Regions from separate parts of the Hordeum vulgare genome. Here region 1 is linked to region 2. A link is a contact called in public Hi-C data. All regions are on one chromosome and are shown on one strand. Each heading gives the region's core, a stretch centred on a gene start, on an enhancer-like site or on the middle of the called end of the contact. The rest is flanking DNA. Distances are from core to core; before and after follow the strand shown.

Region 1 (4,878 bases), core at 1,782-4,281, 460 kb before region 2:
GATAAAATAAATAAAATAGAAGAGAAAAAAAACCCAGCTCAAATGGCCTCAAGTAGGGCGCCCCCCTACAACTTACGACGAATGAGACATGAACGAAGTGGCTAGCAGCATGACTGCACTCCCACAAAAAAGGGATTGATCCCTTGTTCTCCTCTTTCCCGTTCTCTTTTTACTTTAAGTAATGTGCGTGCGAATGGGCCGGCCCAATTATCTAAGAATCTTCAGCGAGAATTTTTAGTGACTCACTTAATGCGAGATATAGTGTGTGCGTTCTTGTATCGTCTTTGAATACAGTTCTTGTAACATGTTGTGGGATAACAATAGAGAGCCCAAGGGCGCGTTTGGTTGTCCGCATATGGGTTAACAAGGCCCGCACAGGAAGAAAACTGGTTGATTGGCTGCATGCGTTCATTATTGGGCTGCATCGCACGAAGTTTAAAGCAACTCTCGGCCTGTCTCGCGAGGCACGTTCAGATCAACAGTTTCTCGCGAGCCACACCTTATCGAGGCACGTGGGCGACAGGAGCTGCACACGAGGATCCACCCTCGAGAAGCCGCGTTTCTTCCCGAAGCGCCGACAGTTATCACCCTGACCTTCCCTCACCTCTCTCTCTCTCCTTTATGTTCCCCCCTCTCTCCACTCACCTACAGTGGCAGCGACAGCGTACAGCAAATCGAAGAACAACAAGTCGACCTCCGGCCACCTTCACCGGAATCCGCAACACAACACGTCGGCCATGGTGGTAAGAAAATTTTCCCATTCACACCTACTACTTTGCATTTGATTCGAGTTAGGGGTTTAGGGAAACAGGGTATCGACATGACTAAGGGATTGGGGAAGAGGTTCCGGATTCAGATTGAGTACAAGTGGGATGGGGATTATGGTTCATATTACACAGTATGCACGGATCTTATCCTTGGGGACCCCGAAGGCGATTGGAGCGGCGGGTGGCCTTGGCCTTCGTCTTGGTATTGTTCTTATCTGTCTCTTCTTCCTCACCGGAGTATAGCTCGATGATGAGGCTTCAGTGTCCTAGCACCAGCGCCCTTACTATCATGCCCACCGCATCTTCTTCCACCTCCATATGCATCGGTTCTTGATCCACCTCGAGCGGCACCACCACAATGTTTGTGGTCAAATACACTGTCGACCGATGGTCACGAGGACACCGATAGTGTCTGTACTTGGACCACCTTACCGTGAGTCCAGCGTCGCTGGAGTTAGCCTAATTCATGGCCCAACGAAGTATATCCACTAACATAGCACCCTTAGTTGGGTTAGGAATTAGTGTTTTCAGCTTATCAAGTGTGGCCTTCTTCACCACAACGCCTGCCTCTTTGTGCAGCTCTTTCATGCTGCTGAAGTTTGAGCACACTTTCATGGTGTTATAAAACTTGGTGCGGTCACCGAGCGAGCACCCTTGGAAGAATGCTCTTCATCCAATGCCCCAAGGGAAGGGGTTGGGGGTGCAGTTGGGGTCGGGGTTCGACTTGTTGCCGGAGTTCATGTCGATGGGTTGGGGGAAAAGTGAGAGACAGATAGGTGGAGTGGTGACCATCATGCTGGCTAAATAAAGGATTCTTGATGATAGGTTTTAATGACGATGTTGTAATATTCATATTGCAGATCCTAACCATTTGAACCTCTTCATTATGCAGATCGACACAGAGAGTATGGGGAAGGAGGTGGTGCCACCCAAGGAGCAAGACAAGGGCAAGGATGTGGTGCCACCATCGGAGGTGACGCCCGTCGAGACCCCTGGTAGGGACGACGACCAGCCGGAGGAGCCCCATAATGGCAAGCGTCAGAACTACAACCACTACCATGGTGTTGGAGGGCCAACCAACTTCTGCAAGGTGCCCATGGCTCCCCTCCTGGAGGTCATACCTATGACACCGGATTTCACGAAGCATTTCCCGTCAGTGCCACATGAGTTCAAACTAAAGACCAACACCGAGTGCTCCTGGAGGGTGACTGTGCGTCTGTTGAATGACACGGTCACCCTCGATCAGGGCTGGGCCACCTTCGCTATTGCCCATCAGATCAAGATAGGCTTCATGGTGAACTTTAAGCTGCTCACTCCCAAAAGCTGAAGGTTATCATTTTCAATGACAACGGCATTGAAGTGGTGACCAGATGCGGGAAGCAAGACGACGCCTTCGCCGTGAACCCCTAAGACAATCCCGACATGCTCCAGCTGCTTTACTTTAGTATCGGCTGCTATTTTGAACTGATCTGTTATGCGTGGCATAATATTTATATCTACTCTATGTTCTATTATGTGTGTTCTTTCCGAGGCCGATGTGTGTTGGTAACCTCATCATCGTGTCGAAGAGGTTACCAGACAACACACGGTGCATGCCATCAAACAGCAGGCTGTGTGTTTGACCGTGCACAAGCGGACAACCAAACACCATGCCCATAGTGACACCTCATGCAGCCCCAAACGTATGCACGCAATAAAACTAAATGCAGATGTTAGTTTTTTATTATTTTACCTCAACCTGACCTTCTTTACACAGGTTCTACGGAGCAACTATGCCTACCCAAGTCATCTCACGTTGTTCCTCGTGCACTATGAGTGTAGAAGATTACAAGAACCGAGTAAAAAAGTTTGTATGAGGAAGTATTAATTCCCAACATGCCCCTCATCGAAAGAGAGATGTCGCGTCAACAAATAGAGTCTGGGGCTCTGTGGTGATCGAATGCTAAATAACGAAACGAGCTATCTTCAGAGATCCATCTGTGTTTAACAAGTGTACGTCATATGGTCACGAACTCATGATACTCGGTTAATTAGTGTACGGCACATGGTCATGAACACATTTTTAAAAATTCAAGAACAATTTTGAACTTCTGCATGACTGGACTCAACAAGGGCTCATGATTCCCATCTCAAAGTACCAAAAGGCATATCCTAGCAGCCTAATCGCAAAGTACACATTCACATGGCTCCAAGCCTGCAACCACCAACCCTGCTCACGGCGCTAGAGGCGGAGGTGGTGGCGGGCCCCGCCCGCAGCACGCAGCGCCTCGTCGCCGTCGATCGTGAGGACGCACTAAAGAAAGTGGTACTTTGGTGAGCAAGATCCCCCAGCGCGTCAACGGATTCCACCGTTGCTAGTGCACTCTGATTCAGAGTCCAGTCGGCATGCCGTTTAATTTATATCCCTATGCCTGATTGCCTGTGATTATACTATGTGGTCTTGTGATCTTTATGCCAGCTTGGTTAAAGAACTCGAACGGTTCCCCGCATATCACAGGTCTTTACCTGGACTTAGCAAACATAACACGTTCACGTGTCCGTTCTGAGTTTTTATTTTTTTAATCCATGCAGTCATGAATTTTTATTTCTTTTTCATATGTCCGGTCACTAGGATGTGATTGATGAAGAATAAGAGAGAGAGAGAGAAAAAAAAGGTGGTCCACGATAGTGTTGCGTCCTACGTGGCAAACTGACAAAGTGTGTCCGGGCGCATCCGCGAGCCATCGTATCGTTCTTATATTTAAGATGGATACGATGGGTGCCGGTCAGTCCGAGTGTTTGAGACGGGTATGAGTGATCCGGTTCGATCGCGTTTTTGTAACCGATCACTCACCAAACAGCCTGTTCGGACATTTGAGATGGGTATGGGGGCTTCGGTTGTAGATGCTAACCACCAAAGCATTTGATTCCGGGCATACAAGGCTGATATGATGAGCTTACAACATCTACATTCCCAAACCTGTCCCAAACGTCCGGATGGCCCGTTTGATCATTGAGCGGTCACGAAAATCCGACTTAGACGAGTCTCAAACATCCGAGCTAGCTGATATCTTTCATATCCAACCCAAATATGGGACGAATGTCCGAGCGCGCCGCCACGTAGGACAGACGAAGGGGTCTCACGAGGAATCGCCCGGAAGTTCGATGGTGTGACGGACGCCTCCTCCGTTGTCGCGTTGTGAACGCCGCGTGGTGCCGCTCCGGCTCGTTGCCCGATGCCAAATTCGGCTATTTAAGCCGCCTGACGTCCCCGAGCGGTGGCCCATTCACCTCATCCCTCTTCGCGCCACCACCCAAGCCCGTCCGCCTCCTCTCCCGCGCTCTCTCACGCTCTCCGACATTGCCATGGTTCAATGGAAGATCGACACCTACGCGGCACTTATGCCGGAGCATCGGAGGCAGATCAAGGAGAATATCCAGGCTAGGCTCGCCGTCCGCATCGTTGTCGGGCTGCCTCCGGACTCGTCGGAGACGGAGGAGGAGGAGGAGGAGCAGCAGTCGGAGGAGGAAGAGGAGGGAGAGCAGCTACCGAAGCCGGCGGAGGTGGCAAATCCGGAGGAAGACAAGGCGTAACATTCTGCTCTGGGGTTTAACATGGCACAGGTGGAGGCGGAGTTCGCCATCGCCCAAGCCGAGGAAATGACGGAGCGGCACAACATCCTCAAGTCCATCCAGGATGAGGCCTATGTGGAGACCAACCAAATGGTTCCTCAGACAAAAGCAGGCGGAGTCCGACGCGCTCTTCGTCGACCTTGAGGCGGGCATAGAGTAGGAGGAGACCGGAGCGGAGCAGCCGGAGCTGCAGCTGCCACCCATGCATCCAGAATCGGGCACGAAGATAGTCGACATCTCTAACGAGGATAGCTAGGTGATCTATGTAGTACGTAGTTTTTTTTCGTTTGCACGCTTTTGTATGGATTTAGAAATATATATGAAGTAACCGAACACATGTGCTAATTTGAGACGTGCCCACTCAGACACGCCGTTGGCATTTGACGTGTCATATTTATCATACACGACTGTAAATGCTCTTAATGGCATAACATACAAGTACATCTCACTATTGTATAAATGGGCATAGATTAAAGGTAGGTGATGTGTCAACTTTGTA
Region 2 (4,440 bases), core at 126-2,625:
AGAGGCCAGCTGGCGGGGCATGGGCAATGCCCGTGCGGCCGTGTGGGCGCGGGGCGGCGAGGCGGGGCGGCGAAGCAGAGGCGATCTTACGGGGATGGAGCGAGCTGCTCACTCCCGAGGGGTTTGACAAAATGCTAACATGAACATGTACATAATATTTATGCTTTTTCATTGAACGCATTGATCGACCCAAACTTCAAAACTAACATAAAAGAACGGGCACACGATCTAAACGGATAAAAACAGATAGAACGCGTGTGAATCGGTTGGGGTTGCTCTCGTATGATTAAGAGCAAGTATAATAGTATAGCCAGCTGCTCGCTATAAGCTATTGTCATGTTATCTATAACCCATCTTATAGCCAACATGCACAATAGTTCATTGTAAAAGTGTACTACTTTTTTATTATGTGGTCCACCTTTCATACTCACAAAATGCCTAGGAGCACGTGCTAGCGCTTACCTTCTCTCCTCTTCTCTTTCCTCTAACGAAACAAAAACATATTAGTTTATTTGTTATAGCCAGCTGACTCAACTCTATTGTACTTACTCTAATGTGGATGTTGAGATGTACGGGCATGCGTGGTCCCTGCCTGAGCTGAGGTGGTATATACAGAGCCAATGCATGTTTCGGTAGGTATAAGGCAGGCAGCGGTACAGAACCAATATATTCCTTTCATTTTTAAATATATATCTTTTTAGACATTTTAATAAAAATACATACAAAGCAAAATAAATGAATTCATATTTAAAAATATGTCTATATACATTTGTATGTAATTCAATAGTGGAATCTCTAGAAGACTTATACTTCATTTGTTTCTAAATATTTATTTTTCTGAAAATTTTATTATAAACTATATACTGATGTATACAAACATAATTTAAAATACAGATTAATTCCTTTTATTTTATATGTAATTCATAGTTGAATCTATAAAAACACAAATATTTAAAAACAGAGTGCGATAATGCGAGGTTGCATGCACGTACGGCCATTCATGTGTAGATCGCGCATGTTCGCGTGTGCGACACGTAAACTGCCGCGATGCGATGGTGCAGCACTGCAACTAGATTGACCCATGTGACGAACTGAAGACCATGCATGTGGCCAACGACGCACCCGCACAACCCAACTGTACGGTCAGCGACGTCGACCTGACCAGAGCATCATCGCGACGAGCCGCGAATATCCCACGAGCAACCGCTGTAGGGGGGCCGGGCGAGACCGCCGGGGCGAGCCGCACACGCGTGGCCGGCGACGTGGACCGGAACGCGCCTTTGGCTCATCGCAGACGGGCCTCGTGGAGTCACCGTGGCCAAAAAGGCAGCTTGAACATGACGTGGCCCACGCCACGTCACCGTGCGCCATGCACTCATCCCCGGACCGGAGGCCAACTGTCTCCCGTCGAGCGAGTCCGGGTAGTCCGCAATTCTGCACGCGGCGCTGGACTTTCCCAGTGCGGCGAGACGCCGGCGCGAGGTGCGGGTGAGCCACACATCGTTGCGTATCGTTGCCCCACGCGTCCGGTGGCGAAGCGCCCGCGCTGGTGGGCCACGGAACTCCACCGTGCGTGTACATATCCCTTGTCGCTCTTTGTACAGCATGTAGACCACTAGTTTGTTTAAGGCTTCTTCAAATACAAAACAAAGATACTTAGATAAAAGAAACAGTTTTTTATTTAACACTATCTTAAATTTTCTTTCCTTATTTAACAATGAGTAGTTTTCTCTTTCCTATATTATAATGAGTTTAAATCTCATGTCTTTTATTATATTTTGATCATTTTATGCCTAAATGTTATCTAAAAAGACTATTTTGCCCCTCATATGATATGTGTGTGTGAGACAGTAGCACACATAATATCAATGCGGGGCAGTAGCACATACAACGATAGTAACACATATGCAACAGTACATATACATGCAGTAACGCACTGTAGCACACACACACAACGCACAATGGCGGAGGATTCCGGTGGGCAAGGTGTGGCAGCCGCCCCACCTTGATTTGGTCCAGTTTCCCCTTTATACCTACATATAGGAAAAAGTTTAAAATGAACCTTGAACTCGTAGAGGCTAGCGAAATTGGACCCCCAAGTCCAAGTCCCTGAAATCAGCACTCCCAACTCTCGAATTCCGGTCTAAATTAAACTCTGGAGGCCTTCCCAAATAGGGAGCTAGGATTGCTTTTTTTCATGTTAGGCGGGCAGGGGGGGGTGAGGGAATTGGTTGGTATGTTTGGGCCAGCTGGACCGGCCCAGTGAGAGAGACCATGTACTCGGGCTTATGCACCCCTTCCAGTCGAAGGAGCCCATGACGGTAGAAGTTGAGGAGGCCTCCCCTGCTTTTTCTCTGCTTTCCCGGCGTGAATGGCGACAGGCGGGTGATCGACCGCGGCGGCGACGATCGAAACGACGATCTGCGACGAGTAACGAGAAAAGGTATGTCCTTGAAATCCTCCTCTTCTGGCCACCGTCTTGAGGCCTCTGTCCGTAGCATTAGGGTTAGGGTTTATAAGGGGAAAAGTTGTAATTTTCTATGACGGAAAAGAAGGGTTTTTGTTAGATTTGGAGTCGATTCTTCTGTTTATATGGTATTAGTATCGCAGAAGAGTGATATGGTTGTGTTTATTTTTAGTTAAACCATGGACCAGATAGAGATTCTAAATGTTAGATTTCACGTGGGAGGCGAGTTCATCCGCATTGGTCTGAAACTAGATTATGTTGGGGGTGATGAGGAGTATTCTGAAATCGAGAGGGACAAGCTATCATTGTAGGATGTAAAAGGTTACTTGAAGGATCATGTGCAGCTGAAAGAATCAATGAAGATATATTTTCTCATTCCTGCGAAAGCTTTGGCAGATGGATTTGTATTTCTGAATAATGACATGAAATGTGTTGAGATGGGTGAGTATGTATGTGTTGGAAGAGTGGCTGATGTTTATGTTGAGTACCATGGGGAGGAGGACAGTGAGGATAGTAGTAGCTGCAGTGATTTTGAGGATGAAATTATGCATATAAGTGATGATCAACCTGCTCTCATGACTGCTGAAGCTGGGTCTGAAGATGTTGTTCTAGTTCCTGATGACACAGGTGTTATTACTGAAATAATTTCTAGTGTTGTGAAGTATTCAAGAGCAAGGAGACATCAAGTGGCTACTGATATTGATGAACCTGTGTTTTCCCAACTTTGCAATCCAAGTCAAGCTTTTGTTTCTGATGCAATGCCACAAACTGTTGATGTAAGCCCAATTTATGTTTCTTCACAACAACCTTTGATGGCAGCTCCAGTTGTTGAAAGTGAATACAGTGACCCTGAATACATGCCTCATAGCGAGGACAGTGGTGAAGGTTCGGAAGTGGTAGAGCTAAGAAGGCATGCCAGGATTTTTTTTAAAAAAATTGAAAGATACTAAAAGCTAGATTGGAAGAGATCTCACTGAAGCAGTCCCAGTTAATTTGATTGCAAACATGGAGGAACAGCTGGATGGAGATGAGAAGGACTCGAACTATGATTCATCAGATGAGGACTACTGTTATAGTGAAGATTCAGATGGAAAGTCTGTGAGGAGGAAGAGCAGGTTTCCAAGATAGAAGAATGGCACAAAAATTCCAAAGTTTGTGTTGTCAATGGTCTTTAGAAGCAAGAACCAACTTGTGAAAGCACTAAGGAGATATGTGCTGGTGACAAAAAGAAGCACTGTATTCAAAAAATCAAAGTCCTTGCTACATCATTGAAACATTCAACATAATTTATGACCACTCCTTGCAACCCGTGGAGGGTGAGGAGACGTGGGCTATTTCTGCTAATCCTAGGCCACAAGCACCTGGTTATGTTAGGATGCTAGGGAGGCCCAAGAAGAATGCAAGGAAGAGGGAAGACCATGAGAAATCAGTGGGCAAGAAAATGAGCAAGCATGGCATAATTATAGTTTGTTCAATGTGTGGCACAACAGGGCACAACAAGTCTGGTTGTAGCAAGAATCCAGAGAAAGGCAAGAAGAAAAATGTCCATCTAGTGAAGACTGCCAAGAAAAGATCTAGAACAGAGGTAATATAACTATTTTCAAATGTTTTTTCATGGCTGTGAATGATTGACATTACTGCTAATGTTACCAGGACACTGCTAGCAATGTTGCTGGAGCATCTAGCTCTCATGTTCCTGGATCATCTAGCTCTCAACTTGCATCTCAAGCTCCAACACCAGCAAGGCAGTTTAAACCTCCAAGAAACAAAGCTACAACTACAACAGCTCGTACTCATCCTACTCCAGCACCAAGAACTGCACCAGGTGCTTCTCAAGCTGCTCCAGCATCAAGAACTGCAGCAGGTCCTTCTCAAGCTGCTCCAGCAACAAGAAATCTAGCAGTTGTGAGAGGCAGAGGAAGAGGAGCAAAGAGGGGCATATCTGCTTCTTCAATTCTATCTTACTCATACTT

What was found. Hi-C and Micro-C count contacts between places; a contact is called where the count stands out from the background.
Region 1: a contact with region 2 is called in a Hi-C map of seedling, with 4 times the contacts expected there. The contact joins two enhancer-like sites. A contact is called at or near these places in 2 of 6 Hi-C or Micro-C datasets (leaf and seedling).

Annotation. Positions count from the first base shown.
Region 1 is chr4H:76,460,319-76,465,196 of MorexV3_pseudomolecules_assembly, reverse strand. No RefSeq gene overlaps it. Among protein-coding and RNA genes, the nearest start is that of TRNAS-GCU, 7.9 kb to the left of the region's middle. Within about 2 kb of position 3,031, at least 3 of the 3 cell types and tissues checked have open chromatin away from gene starts, as enhancers often do. A contact at or near this core is called in leaf and seedling, where this site is marked.
Region 2 is chr4H:76,000,981-76,005,420 of MorexV3_pseudomolecules_assembly, reverse strand. No RefSeq gene overlaps it. Among protein-coding and RNA genes, the nearest start is that of LOC123447932, 82 kb to the left of the region's middle. Within about 2 kb of position 1,375, at least 3 of the 3 cell types and tissues checked have open chromatin away from gene starts, as enhancers often do. A contact at or near this core is called in leaf and seedling, where this site is marked.